Regions from separate parts of the Zea mays genome. Here all the other regions are linked to region 2. The links are chromatin contacts, called in public Hi-C maps. All regions are on one chromosome and are shown on one strand. Each heading gives the region's core, a stretch centred on a gene start, on an enhancer-like site or on the middle of the called end of the contact. The rest is flanking DNA. Distances are from core to core; before and after follow the strand shown.

Region 1 (4,617 bases), core at 686-3,185, 160 kb after region 2:
AATACCCCCTGGCTTTTCTCTCTCTCAACCCGAGCTCCCTCCTCGCCGGAACAGTAGCCGCATAGAGGAAAAAGGCTGGCGCGGCTTACCGGCGGCGGGAGAGGTCCGGTGGAGGACTGGGTGAGGTCCGGGAGGTCCTGGCGGTCACGTTGAGGGGCGGATCACCGGCGGTGATGGCCGGAATAGGGCTAACCACGCGCGCAGGCGGTCGGGCTCATCGGCGGCGTGTGCTCCGGCCTGTTCACGGCAGTATAATTCAATTAAATGGCACGGAGAGCTTCACTGGAGGTCAAGGATGCCATAGGCACAAGGAATCGGCGAATGGCTTACCGTGTAGCTCGGTCTACGTGCGACGGCGGCCGGTTGAAGTCCGACAACGTCAATCCGGCGTCTCCGGTGAGGTGGTGTTCAGTCTGCGGCTCGGGGAGCTTCACTGAGCTCCGGGGAAGCTAGCCAAAGGGTCAGACGGGGTGGAGAAGGGCTAGAGTGGCCGGTCTATGGTGGTTGGGGCTCGTGCGGCCGCGGGCACGCCGTTCTTTGGGCAAACGCCGGTGAACTCGTGCTTGGGCAGGGTTGGGAGCGCGCGGGGGTGTACGGTCAAGGCCGGGGTTGGCTTTATAGCCGTGAGCGCGGTCATGGGCACGGGGTTGACGCGGCGCGACGTGGGGCCGAGCGCTGGGGCGTGCTCTGGCGTTGCCAGGACGCGTCGAACACGTGGCCGTGTTAATCTGACCGAGTTCTTGCGCCTGCTGAGCACCCAAACGTGCGAATCTTGCCATATGACTTGTTCAAGATTTCTTCCCTGCACCTAGAGCTATCTAGTTCATGTGAGTTCCAAGGGGAGATCGGGTCTAGCTTGGAAGATATGGTGGCGCCAAGTCTTGTCTGTCTGCACTGTTCACCCCACGACAAAAAGATGTCAAACCGTGTAAAACGACCCTGGATTGGTTTCAAATTTTTCAGGGGTGTGCCTTGGGTAGTTTGGCTACTTTTTGTTATTTGGACCAAGTGGTTTTGGCGCCAGCAAAAGGGTGAACTCTTCTGATCTTTAGACTAAGGCTGATTTTTGACTTAGAGAAAAATGGCTTGCTCTAGGGTGCTCTCCACTTGGGGCTTAATTTTGGGGTTTTTGTAGGACATTTTTGTAATACCTCTCTTACTATATTTTGTAGGTATATTAATGTCTTCAACTTTGGTAAAGGGTTCAATCCATGAATTGGCCATTTGCATAGTTTTCCCTTTAATCCAATGTTTGGGGGGTTTAATGGCCTAAGAGGGGAAATTAGGGTTTTAGAACCTTTTTCATAGGTGAAGATACATGAAGGCTAGGGTATCCCTCCCATCATGATCATCACTTAGTTTAGCCATGGTTCTAAAGCTTTGGGTGTCCTCTCTTTCCATTTAAACACATGTGACAATAGGCCATAGATGCACATTTTAAGCCAGGGCCTGGGTAACACCTGGGGTGTTACACTCCCAATCGAGATTTGGACGACGACAGCGCCAAAGCCGTGGCCTAGACACTACTCCTTCCCCAATGCAATGCTCACACAGCGCTCAATTCCCCCACCGCGCGAGCAGTGGATGTGTGACGAAGGCCCAAGGCGACCGTGCCCGGCTTTACGATCTGGGAACTAGGTGCCCGTCGCGTGGATTTCAGCAATCGGCGAAGACTTCGGTTGTTGCAACAACCTGGAGAATTCGGCATGGATTCGCAATGGCCAGAGCTAGAAGAATCGGAGGAGGGGTATGTGGATTTGGGTCGAGCTGGAATGGCCGAATCCGTAGGAGCTCGACGGGGAATAAGGGAAGGGTTTACAATGGCCGCAAGCCATGCGCGATCCTTAACAAAATCTGCCCAGTCGGATCGGTCTTCAGTTGAAGACGCAGCTGACCAGAGCGGCCCACAAGCAGTGATGGCACACACGAGGGAGGGAGAGGTTGGCGATCCGGGGACCATCAGTCAGAGAGCAAGAGAGCGGTAGAGGGAGTGGGCCCACCGGTCTGCGTGCAAATTTTCTCCCCGGTTGGGCCGCGCGGAGGAAACAATGGAGGTGGGTCGGGGAAGGGAAAATCGGCCGAGGTGTGCCTGTATTACTTCTCTTTCTTTTTTTATTTTCTTTTTGAATTTCAGATTTGAATTTGATTTCAAAATTTGTTTGTGAGCTCCTTTCACAGATTTAGTGCACAATTTAAAAGTACCAGCACGAGGAATTATTTTTATTTATTTACATTTTTCTTTATAATATATACATTCTTTTTCCTTTTTATTGCAATTTCTTTCAACTTTTCAGGTTTCTATTTCAAATTCAAATTCGTTTCCACTTTTTGTTTTAAATTTCAGATTTTCAATCTCAACATAATCCTATAGATCCTACTATTTTCAATGGTATTATTTATTCTTCTCAATGTTTTTAATTCTAGGAGTAATGGATGATTATTACCATTTTCCTTTCTCACTTTCTATTTTATATTTTCTTTATACTTTAAGGTCAATTTAAGTTATGATTCCTTTATTCAAACGAGGTGCCTCAAAATAATATCAGCATGAGATACACATTTCTTTATTTATTTATTTGTTATTTGCATAATTTAATGCCATTATTTGGGTATGCAAAGAGAAAAAAGGAAATCAATGGATCCCAAAACACCCACTTATTTATATATCTATTCATTTTATTATTATTATTTTCTTATACCAATTTTGGGCTTTACAAATCCTACCCCCCTTAACAGAAATCTCGTCCTCGAGATTTGTAAGAAAGAGGGTGTAACAAGTTTGGTTTATAGTCTATGTTTCAATTTCTAAGGGATTATAATACCAAAAGACTCTTTTTTTGTTCAAGTTTATAATACAAATTAGCAGGTGATTACGAAAACATGGGTATATATATGTATATCCACTTTATTATGTAGGGTAAAAGATGTCTTTAAAGCATAGATAGGTTTGAGTAAGAAAAGGGGTACGGTAAGGAAGGCTCCATCCAAGATTGTGGATCGTGACTCCTTTGAAGATCCGATTTTATCCTTCCTTGATTTGATGAGGTCGATCATCTTTGATCTTCAGCCATGTAAACGTTACCCAAGTTGGGGACATATAGTTAAGATGGCTTGTAGGCAAGGACAGATGGTTAGTGGGTAGGTCGCAATGAGTGTTGTCGTGGCATAATCTAGCTTCCTTTGGGGTCTAGCTTGATTCCTATTCTTCTTTAATGAGATTGATCTCTTCCTTCCTGAGCTTTGGTGTCTCCATCCGAGTTTGGGACATGAGGTTAAGATAGATCTGTAGGTAACAGATGGGTAGAGGGTTTAGTAGGTAGCTATATGCTAGATGGGATTAGTTATGTAACATGTTATGTAGGTCAAGTTGTTGGGTATGGCCGAGTTGATTTAAGATCTCAAACTTGTTTACAGTAGCAGGGTCTAATGTATTTCCTTAGCATTAGCCAATCATGTTTTAGTGACTCACAGTAGGTTTGATCATAATAGATTAGATAGGATTGGATATGACTAGAATAGACTAGTTTAGGTTAGATAGATCTACTAGGGTGGGATAAATAGCGTTAGGATATGCTAGTCTTTGGAAATAGGATGGATTATATGGTGTATGTAAGTCAGAATCTCTGTTTTGTTGTTAGGTTAAAATAGCGGGGTTATGCAACTGTCAGATGTTTAAGGTAGTTGCATATGGCCAAGTTGGTATGGTGTTCTTAATTTAGTGTAGAGAGAACTAAGTTAAAACATGTTCTATAGGAGTAGAGTCTAATCTATTTCATCAGTATTATCTAACATGTTTAATAAGTCACTTTAGATTAGATCAGATCTAGGTTAGATTGGTGTGACTAGCTTGGGCTAGATAAGATCTAATTAATTTGGGTTAGATCATGATCATGGTGGGATAAGTCAAGTGGTTTGGATAAGTTGAATTTATTAAGATAAGAGAGAATATTTTAAGATAAGATGGATCTATTAGGCTTGATATATTCTAATGGGGTATTCTTAGTTGGTCTAGTTTATCTCATAAACAATTTATGAAGATAAGAATTTTTTTAACATAAGATGAACCTATTAGGATAAGATATAATCCTTTAAGTTAAGAGGGATCTATTAAAAATAGATACACTTTAATGGAGGATAATCTAGGTTGTTTAGTTATCTTGTAAATATTATCATTTATGCTTAGATATGTACGCAGACGCAATTGTGGACATTACTCCACAACTCATCACACACAATCAAAGCAAGAACAAACATTCAAGCATACAAATATTTAAAAAATAGTTCTGATTTTGTTCCTAAGAGTAGGTCTCCTATTCCTATAGGTCACTTTAGGCACGGGATTTCAAAGTGTAAAATCCACTTTTGTCTATAGCAGGAAAAAGGTAAGAGTAATCAGAGTAAAGCAACAGTGGATGAGAAAAGATTAAGGAAAGTTTTAGAAAGAATCAGAGTAGCAAAGGTAAGTAGATAATGGTTGTCCAGTTCTATCTAGGTTTCGTCCTACAGTCAACATTCCTCTGATACCACTTCTGTCACACCCGGGTTTTAGGGGTCCAAAACCCGGGCGTGAAATAATCACCAGATGTGCTGGGACCAAGTCTCACACATATGATGAAT
Region 2 (4,422 bases), core at 1,195-3,694:
ATGGAATTTAGTTTGACAGTGACATGACAGTGAAAAATACCTGTGCCAACTGCAACCAATGGGTGTGTATAGCCTGGAACTGTTACTTCCCGAGGAAACATCACATTTGTAGTGTCCTCAGTAACAAAAGTGTCACCAACTACAGAGAAAGATGGGTTGAGTCATTGTAATAGTAAATATTCTAGAGAAAAAACTCAAACACATTTGAAGAAAAAAATATATCATGACAAGCGAACTTGGGACAGACAGTTTATCTAACAATCTTTTTTCTAAAGCTTCAAAAGCTAAGATAGCAAGCTTTGCAGCTAGATGACTGGATGTAAAATTTTCAATGTAAGACTCCTAATCGACTAATCACAACTTACAACATATTCATATGTATAATTGTGTATACATGAGACTTAAGTACAAGTCCAACAGATTGACAGTTATCAAGGGAACGCCAAGAATCAGGTCTTCTGTAGATTTGACTGTGGTACGACCAACCTGATATTAAGGAGCAACAGAAGTTATATAAAATACATGCATTGCTAGCTAAGATGTGTGCACACAAAAGGGAAAAATATAGATCAGGTATCAGTCCCAATCATTTCTCCACCCTAAAACTATTTCTATTGCACTTGGTCATCCAGATCCATATTTCAGGCAAGCTCTTTGCTTGGCGCCAGCACCTAGCTTTTTGGGTAGTGGGAATTGTGGTTGGTGCAGCCCAAGATGTTGACATGCACAGTGTTGAATATGGAACAATTCCCGTGTACCACTGATCAAGGTGGGTTATGACATAACTTTCACTTTAGAGGTTGACGAATTTATACAAGCCATCCCACCTATTGAGATTGATCCCAATGAAAAAGATGATTATAGCAATGGGGCACAAGACAAGACTGACAATAATGGTCTTCACTGCCTGTGAAAGAAACACAAAAGTTCAGAACCTAAACAGAATGAGCACAATGCTTCATCATGAGGTCCAGCACCAATGCATAGCAGTAACACCTTTCCTTATAACTGCACTTGCAGCAAAAAATAGTGCTTCAGAAGTCAGTTCAGCACAATAGAGGAAGCTGAATAATTCTCCTTTTCAAGCTGCTCAATCCACTTGTTTTTTAGTGCCAACAAAGTTTGGTTTTACTACTGTGGACCAAGCTGCATCCTTACATTCTTTGGCTACACATAGAGCGCTGCAGGTGCTCTCTCCCCAGTGACAACCTGCAGGTTCGCCGGTGGGATTCCCAATAGTGGCTGATAAGCTAGTTGCAGATCAGTTGCTATTCCACCATATTTTCTGCCTGGGGATTGCAAACTACTACTGGAAACCTTTGTTCAACAAACCCTAATGCAACTGCACCCAGTATTGCTGCTTCTCCTTACCGGATTGTTCTGTATGGATCTACTGATGTAACACCCTAAAAATGATTTTCCTAGTGAGTAAATAAGTTTTATTTGTTTATTTTAATTTCCCATGAATTTAAATATTCCAAATAATAACTTCCCACACAGTTAATCTTAGTGGCAAAAAACTAAATATATGAGTTTCAACCTACACTTATTTCATAATAAAGGACAGCATAAAGAGTTCTTTTCCAGAAACTAGAAAGTGCAGACATCACCTTTTCCCCTTTTTGATTATGATGGATAGAATCAAAGTTCAGCACACCCTGTAGCAGTAAGGCTCAAAGATTTTGGACAACAGGAATAACACTCGGGCCAGCGATGCTAAACATGGAACAGAAGCAAGTAGAATCCATAAGAGAGGATGAGAACTGCTGTTACCCGTCGTGTAAAAGAGCAAGTATCCTCGATAATAGATATCGGGAGCAGGTATGAACCGGGATATGAATTGGCATGTTCTTTCTCAACTATTAGTGCTCATCGTAGATGAAAGAATTGAGACCACTGGAAATTGCACCAGTTTATTCAAGAACTTAGATCTGATTTGATGACTCACTCTGTTGGATAAGCATGAAGCGAACGCCTATCTCCCCCAAGAGTACTCCAAGCCCCTCACCAAGCAAATTCCTCCCATGCTGCATCACCAACTACTCGAATCTAATTTTTCTACCTCAAGTTCGAACTGGAAGGAAAATTGGGAACCAAAACTTGCAGCAAACATAAATAGACAAGTCACACGGACCCTAACCTGCACCGCCCCCGGCTGCACAGGAGACCGGCAGCCACCGGGTGCCCCCGCTGCGCGCGACGCGGCAGGCCAATCCGCTCTTGGAGGCCGCCGCATGCGTGTGGACCCGACGGTGGGAGCCAGCGGCGGGAGTCATTAACGCGAGGAATGCCTGCGCGCAGGGAACGACGGACGCCAAGTTCATCGTGCGTTATAGCGCTGCTCGCTCGACGCGATCGCCGATCAGGGATGAAGTGAAGTGGACTGGAGAGCGCTGGTGAGTGGCGAAGGATGCACATGGCCTTATCTGTCGTGACGAGAGCTGTGATTGTGAGCCTGTGTCAAACGGCCAAACCCCGCAGGCTGTGCTGTAACGCCTGAGCCGAATTGGTGCCAGTGGGCTGGGCCGAGCCCATTCGAGCCCTTTTCTTTTAGTTAGAATTTACTTTTTCAAGTTCAAAGTGGAATCTTGTGAAATTCATATAAAATCAAATCAAAACCTAAAAATAGCAAACCTAAATTTTGTAGACTTATGATACACAGATCTAAACAATAAAAATACCAGTACATGTGAAACGACTAGTATGAACATAGCTATTTTAGTCATGCTTTTATATTCATCCAAAACTTAAGATAAATTCAAAGTATGACCACATCACTAATATATTGTTATGGCCTATTTGAATCCCATATACTAAACTTTAGCGAAGTATTAATGTTTAGCACACTTTAAGGAAGCTAAATTGATATTGAGTGCTAAATTTTAGCACTTCACTTTAGCACTCATATTTGAATCTATAAGTGCTAAAAATGTAGTGCTAAACTTTGGTACCATGGATCCAAACATACCCTAATGCTAAAAGTTTCAAACTCAGAAAAGTTCATATGGACGTGTTGTTATATTTTTATAGGAAGTTCTTTTCAAATAATTTATTTAAAAACACATTAAGTTAGTGGAACACTATAGTAAAAGTTTCACGCTCAAAGAAGTCAAAATGAGGAAGATATATATGGATTGTGTTTCTAATATAGTATTTTTTTTCATTTGCACATGTTACCTAAATGTCGTCAATGATACATTAGTCTTGTTATTGAGGTATGATGTTACTATAAATTTGTCATATCGAGAAAACATAGCATAAAATAGCAATGGATTTATTGTTCTTATTACTTATTTATCTTATTCAAAATGAATAATGGTAAGAAATGAACTAATACTTTCATATGTTCCTTAGTTAATTTTTTTTCTCAAACGTGTTGTACCATATTTTCTATTAAAGGGCCGTTTGGATCCATTAAATTTGAAGGAATTAGAAATCACTTAACAAAGTGGATTATTTGGTTGAAATTTGATATTCCACCACTTTCCAAAGTTTAGATATAATCCCAAATTCTTAGGATTAGGGGTGAAAATTGATTTTATGTATTACAAGCCCATATTTCTACTCTGTAACTTATCACGAACTCTCCGGCTCACTCCCTAATAGTAAAAATATAGCGTATAAATATCCCTCCATATAGCCAACACTAGCATATAAATATATTGAGTATACAAATATAATAGCTTAATTGGTCTATGTCTAAATTGTGATTATTAGAATTGAATTCCATTATAAAGGATACAAACGAGGCCTAAAAGAATTTACAGCATCCCCTGATAATCGGGTAATGGCCCATTTAAAAGGATCAGTATGCCTAAAACAAGAGGTGAATGCACTAATATAAAAGTTCTCACGAAATTAAAACATACCACTTACATCATTTAACTATTGTTCCTAAATTGTGTTTCTAGACTGCTGCATAAAGTTCTGCAACTTAGAGGGTGTTTGGGACTCCTCAGTGTTCTAGCTTTAGCGTGAAACTATAGTTTATAATATAAATTTAAGTAGTTTAAAAAATAATGACTTGTCTAAATGTCTTCGGTTCATAACTCTAGCTTCATGATTTTCTGGAGCATCTAATGACTTGCTCCACCATTCCACCAAATTTTCTGGAGCTGGATCGGAGTAGTCCCAAATAGGTCCTTAGTTCGAACCTATTAAGAACAAGGAGATAACTAGAGTGGGGGCTAATAGTCTTTTCTAAAGTTAAGTCATGTCAACTAATTGAAACTTCTCTCTAGATATGAAGTGTTAGGCTTAGCAATTTTGGTGAGGTCACAGGATTGTGAGTTTTGCAACTCAATACAAATACACCGTAGACTAGTGTGAAAAGGTACATGGAAAAGCTAATGTGAGAGTTTGTGTGGGTTTGTAATATGGATTTCTGTGCTTTTTGAAAAGACTATGAACACCTAATAGGAG
Region 3 (4,429 bases), core at 1,326-3,825, 200 kb after region 2:
CTAATCATTAGTGCATAAGCTTTAACCCCTCCCGCAAGACCTTTTCCCGTTTCTTTCTAACCATAATGAATGTGATATCGAATGTCATACTTGATGCATATTCACTTTATTTATTCCCTTGTATGATGTACTGTTTGTTTCCCAATTTGAATGGATGAATGTATGTGTGCTTGCAATCGCATAGAGAACGATCTGGTCGAAGAGCCCGAGGAGCTCGCAGGAGAAGCCCCTGAGCAGCAGTCGGTTGGTGGAGGCAAGTGTCCTTTGACCTATCTATGTCCTATTCATTATTTAATTCACCTCCCGCTTTACACATTTATGCCTAAGGATTGACTAGCTTTTGTTATCCATGTCCTTGTTCACCTATTTGGGTTGGATTATTACTGTTTAGCTTTATGCTATTGCTTAACTCTAATCAATGAACATGATGAGATTATCTATGATACGCTGTTTTCCCTTCTCTTATTATGATGTTGTACTTGTGGTCATCAAGGGGGCTCGAGCGGTTTCTCGAGTGCCTCTCCGTAAGGACCTGTTCTATGGATGACCGCCCGGGAAAACAGTGCAACCATGAGGGTAGAATGGGGTGCCCTTAGCTGAATAATTAGAGGATCCGGGGTGTAGTTCACTTAGCCGTCGTGCCGTCAATGAGGCTCGGTGTATGCGGCTCGCTCTGCCAAGTTTGGGTTCGCCCCTTGGGGAGGAGTGCGGTGCATTTAGGAAACCTAACGGGTGGCTACAGCCCCGAGGAATCTTTGTAAAGGCTACGTAGTGATGCCCTGCTAGGCCACCTAGGTAGTGGTCAATGGGGAGTAGCTCTCTCCGGGCAGAATGGGAATCACGGCTTGTGGGTAAAGTGCACAACCTCTGCAGAGTGTTTGAAAAACTGATATATCAGCCGTGCTCATGGTTATGAGCGGCCAAGGGAGCTCCAATGATTAGTGGTACTTGATCAGAGATACTTTGGTACAGGTGGTTATGAGATCGATGATTCTGGTTATGACTATGGTGCTGGTAAGTGGTATTCTTTCCGTTTGGAAAGGGTACATCGGGTTAATAACTTGGGTTAATGCTAAAACTTGGCTTTCTACTAGTAAGTAATAATCTGACCAACTAAAAGCAACTGCTTGACTTATCCCCACATAAAGCTAGTCCACTACAGCCAAACAGGATACTTGCTGAGTATGTTGATGTGTACTCACCCTTGCTCTACACACCAAACTCCCCCATCCCCAGGTTGTCAGCATTGCAACCACTGCTCAGGCGAAGATGAAGCTGTGGAAGGAGACTTCCAGGAGTTCCAAGATTACGACGAGTTTTAGGTGTGGGTTAGCGGCAACCCCCAGTCGGCTGCCTGTGAAGGCCGCGGTTATCTACGTTTCTTTTCCGCACTTTGATTTATTGTAAGAACTATATGGACGTCTCAAACGTATGATGTAATCAACTATTTCCCTTCGTAATACTATTTTGAGCACTGTGTGATGATGTCTATATTATGTAACTGCTGTGTACGTGAATAACTGATCCTGACACGTATATGGTTCGCATTCGGTTTGCCTTTTAAAACCGGGTGTGACACACGTGCGGTGGGAGAACGCCGGAACGGCAGAGCGGGCAAGTGGCGTGCGCTCGTAGCCACGGATCGATGCACTCTCTGTGGAACACGTGCTGGCACGCCGGCAGCTGCCGCAGCGACTCTCCCGTCTCCACCTCTCCCAGGCACACCGCGCAGTCCTCGGCCGCCACGCCATTATCGCCCACGGAGTCGTAGCTCGGGAAGAAGCGCCCCGCTGCGAGGACGGCGGCATGCACCTCCGCGCGGTGAATCGCGAGCTGCTCCGGGTGGCGGAGGGCGTGCGTCGACATGGCCAGCGTCGTCGTTCCTTCCCCGGCGACATATGATCTTGATGCCTCCTCATCCTGCCGCGGGCCGCTCGTCGACGACGCGGAGAGCCAGCGCGGCCAGGGCGGACTCCTGAGCTCGGCGTAGAAGTGGAGGCAGAGGACGAGGCTGACGGCGGTGCACAATGCCGCGAACGCGGCGAAGAAGATGGCACGGCCTGAGTGTGGGCGGTTGACGAGGAGGAGGACGGCCACCGGAGCCGTGACTAAGCCGCTGGCGAAGATAGCGTGCGCGACGACGAAGTCGCGGCTCCACCGGTAGCAGCTGGTGTCAGGCTCGTCCGCAGACATGCCCGGCCGTACGCCGAATCCTGTCGAGATTTCTCTCTATATATATTGTACATATATAAGAATAAGAAGCCCGTATGGAGGTTGACGTGGCGGCGATAATGTGTCTTACTGTTGTTACGGTCGCTAGCTGCTAGCTCGTGCAGGCAGCTAGAGATCCCTTGGTAGCTTTGCAGCGGACGATTTTACGGGAATCCAATCAAGGGCGGCGTTCGTTGGCAGTAAATAATTGAAGTGCTTGGACATAGCACATCTCATTGTCCGTCATTGCTAGATGCGGACTTTGCGAGTGCTTCAGCTTAGCTGTGGAGATGGAAACGATGTGAGCATTTGCAACTGCTCGTTCTTTTGTTGCGTTTGTTGTTCTAGTTTGCGTATGTATTTACGTATGCATGTGTATCTTCTTTGGAATTGTGTATGTATCTTCTTTGGAATTGTGTATGTATCTAGTATCTTGTTCTCACTTGTTTCGATTTTTTTTTTAAATGGTCAAGTAGATATCGCAATGTGTTTATTGCATCAAAATCGCATTTCTCAGTTTGACAGCGCCTGGACTGTGCGACTGTGCGTGATCTGGCTACGGTGTGACGGCCTCGAAGGGGCAACAGGAAGCAGGCCTCCTCGGCACAGTGCCACAAAAGCCTGCGTGTATTTGGGCCGGACTGGGTTAACCACTCAAGAGGCCTGATGGAAGGCGTATGTTCGTTAGTTAGAGCATCTCCAACATATCCTAAAACACCTAATCCTAAATTCTATTTTTGAGAAAAAAGCAAAAACGGCCACCCAACAGCTCCCTGCTCTATCTCCCCATACCGCGCACGTAAAACATAGGCCTTGCTGCGAATGTTTTCGCCGAACTCTCTTCTCCCAATCCTCTTTTTCTGTATGTCCGCGCACATCCCTTATGATATCTTGGCTCGAGTGGATAATGATATCCTGATTTAAAGCTTAATATAATTAAAAGAGTACTCGTAACAAAAGGTGCATCTTTTTTCGGACAAAGAACCTCTGGGTTAAGCGTGTTTGGCCCAGATCAATCTTGAGATAGATAACCGACCGAAAAGTCTTCTCGGATACGTATGAGTGAGAACAAACTACGCACAAAATACTCGTGTTGGTCTATAGGGATGATATATGGTCCTAGAGGGCTGCCAGGAGTAAGTATCGCTGGTCCGAGAGTGGATAAGGTGTTACAAATGGTATTAACGCTGACCCTCACGGTTTCACGGGCGTGTGTGGACTAGGGGTTCGGGCATATGGCGCATGGGGCAAGTTGGCCCGGAGTGGTCACATGTCATGGCATATGACGACACTGGACACAGACGTGGGCAATGGGGAGGTTTTTGGCTTGGATGGACCGATGAGGACGTCGATCTTCTAATGGGGTGGATTGTGAATTTATGATATCCTGACCTCAGTGGATGGTGATATCCTAGACCAAGGCTTAATATAATTAATACAGTGCTCATAACAAGGTTTTTTTGAAGCATGTCTCGAAAGAACCTCTGGATTAAACATGTTTGGCCTAGCGCAATCTTGGGATAGGTGTAGACCGAGAAGTCTTCTTGGGTACGTATGAGTGAGGACAAAGTACGCATAAAAAAACTTTTATTGGTTTGTGAGGATAGCCTATAGTTCTAGAAAACTATTAGAAGTAAATACCGCCGATTCGAGAGTGAACAGGGTGAATGGGCATGAAGGTCGCCCCAAGTGAGAACCAGCTTCTACGTCATGCTCGCCTCCAGCAAGAACTAGATCATGCGTCACGCTCGTGTAAGTTCCTAGGGAATGAGCCATAGGACGTGCAGGAGATGCTTGCTTTTGTCTCGCCGTCGGCGTCTTCAATGGCGGAAACAATCACTAACTGCGTGATTGGCTGGCTAGCCAACAGTAACTAGGACCACCACGCACGTTGACCGTGCCTAGGCGAGTGATTGGTTACCTGTACTGCACCAGCGCGGCCTGCACGTCAATGTGCAACCAAGGCACCTTTTCCACCATTTGCCTGCATGCACGGAGACGGGACGAGGCGAGGATCTCTACCAAGCCAGGCGGGCGTGAGCCGGGCGCATCCGCCGCACGGAACCAATCACCCCTAAGATACTGGCACTCCCGCGGAAGAGATATCATAGGGAGATGGCGAAAAGAAGGAGAAGAGATATAGTGTATGTAGGAGATATTTAGGAAACCATTGGAGAAGAGTCTTTTTTAAATCTAAAATGTTGTTAGAGAGCTCACA

Evidence for each region. Hi-C and Micro-C count contacts between places; a contact is called where the count stands out from the background.
Region 1: a contact with region 2 is called in a Hi-C map of ear, with 2.3 times the contacts expected there. The contact joins the enhancer-like site here to the promoter of LOC100285485 in region 2. A contact is called at or near these places in 4 of 25 Hi-C or Micro-C datasets (ear, endosperm, leaf and 1 more).
Region 3: a contact with region 2 is called in a Hi-C map of ear, with 2.0 times the contacts expected there. The contact joins the promoter of LOC103628520 here to the promoter of LOC100285485 in region 2. A contact is called at or near these places in 2 of 25 Hi-C or Micro-C datasets (ear and tassel).

What each region holds. Positions count from the first base shown.
Region 1 is chr5:146,085,441-146,090,057 of Zm-B73-REFERENCE-NAM-5.0, forward strand. No RefSeq gene overlaps it. Among protein-coding and RNA genes, the nearest start is that of LOC111589423, 19 kb to the right of the region's middle. Within about 2 kb of position 1,936, at least 16 of the 20 cell types and tissues checked have an H3K27ac peak or open chromatin away from gene starts, as enhancers often do. A contact at or near this core is called in ear, leaf and tassel, where this site is marked.
Region 2 is chr5:145,927,825-145,932,246 of Zm-B73-REFERENCE-NAM-5.0, forward strand. It overlaps LOC100285485, which reads right to left and starts at 2,445. Exons shown (of 5, transcript NM_001413579.1): 1 at 2,141-2,445; 2 at 41-139. The coding sequence starts at 2,324.
Region 3 is chr5:146,124,345-146,128,773 of Zm-B73-REFERENCE-NAM-5.0, forward strand. LOC103628520 (E3 ubiquitin-protein ligase EL5) reads right to left here and starts at 2,576. Exons shown (of 1, transcript XM_008648706.3): 1 at 1,561-2,576. The coding sequence starts at 2,193. The coding sequence ends at 1,561.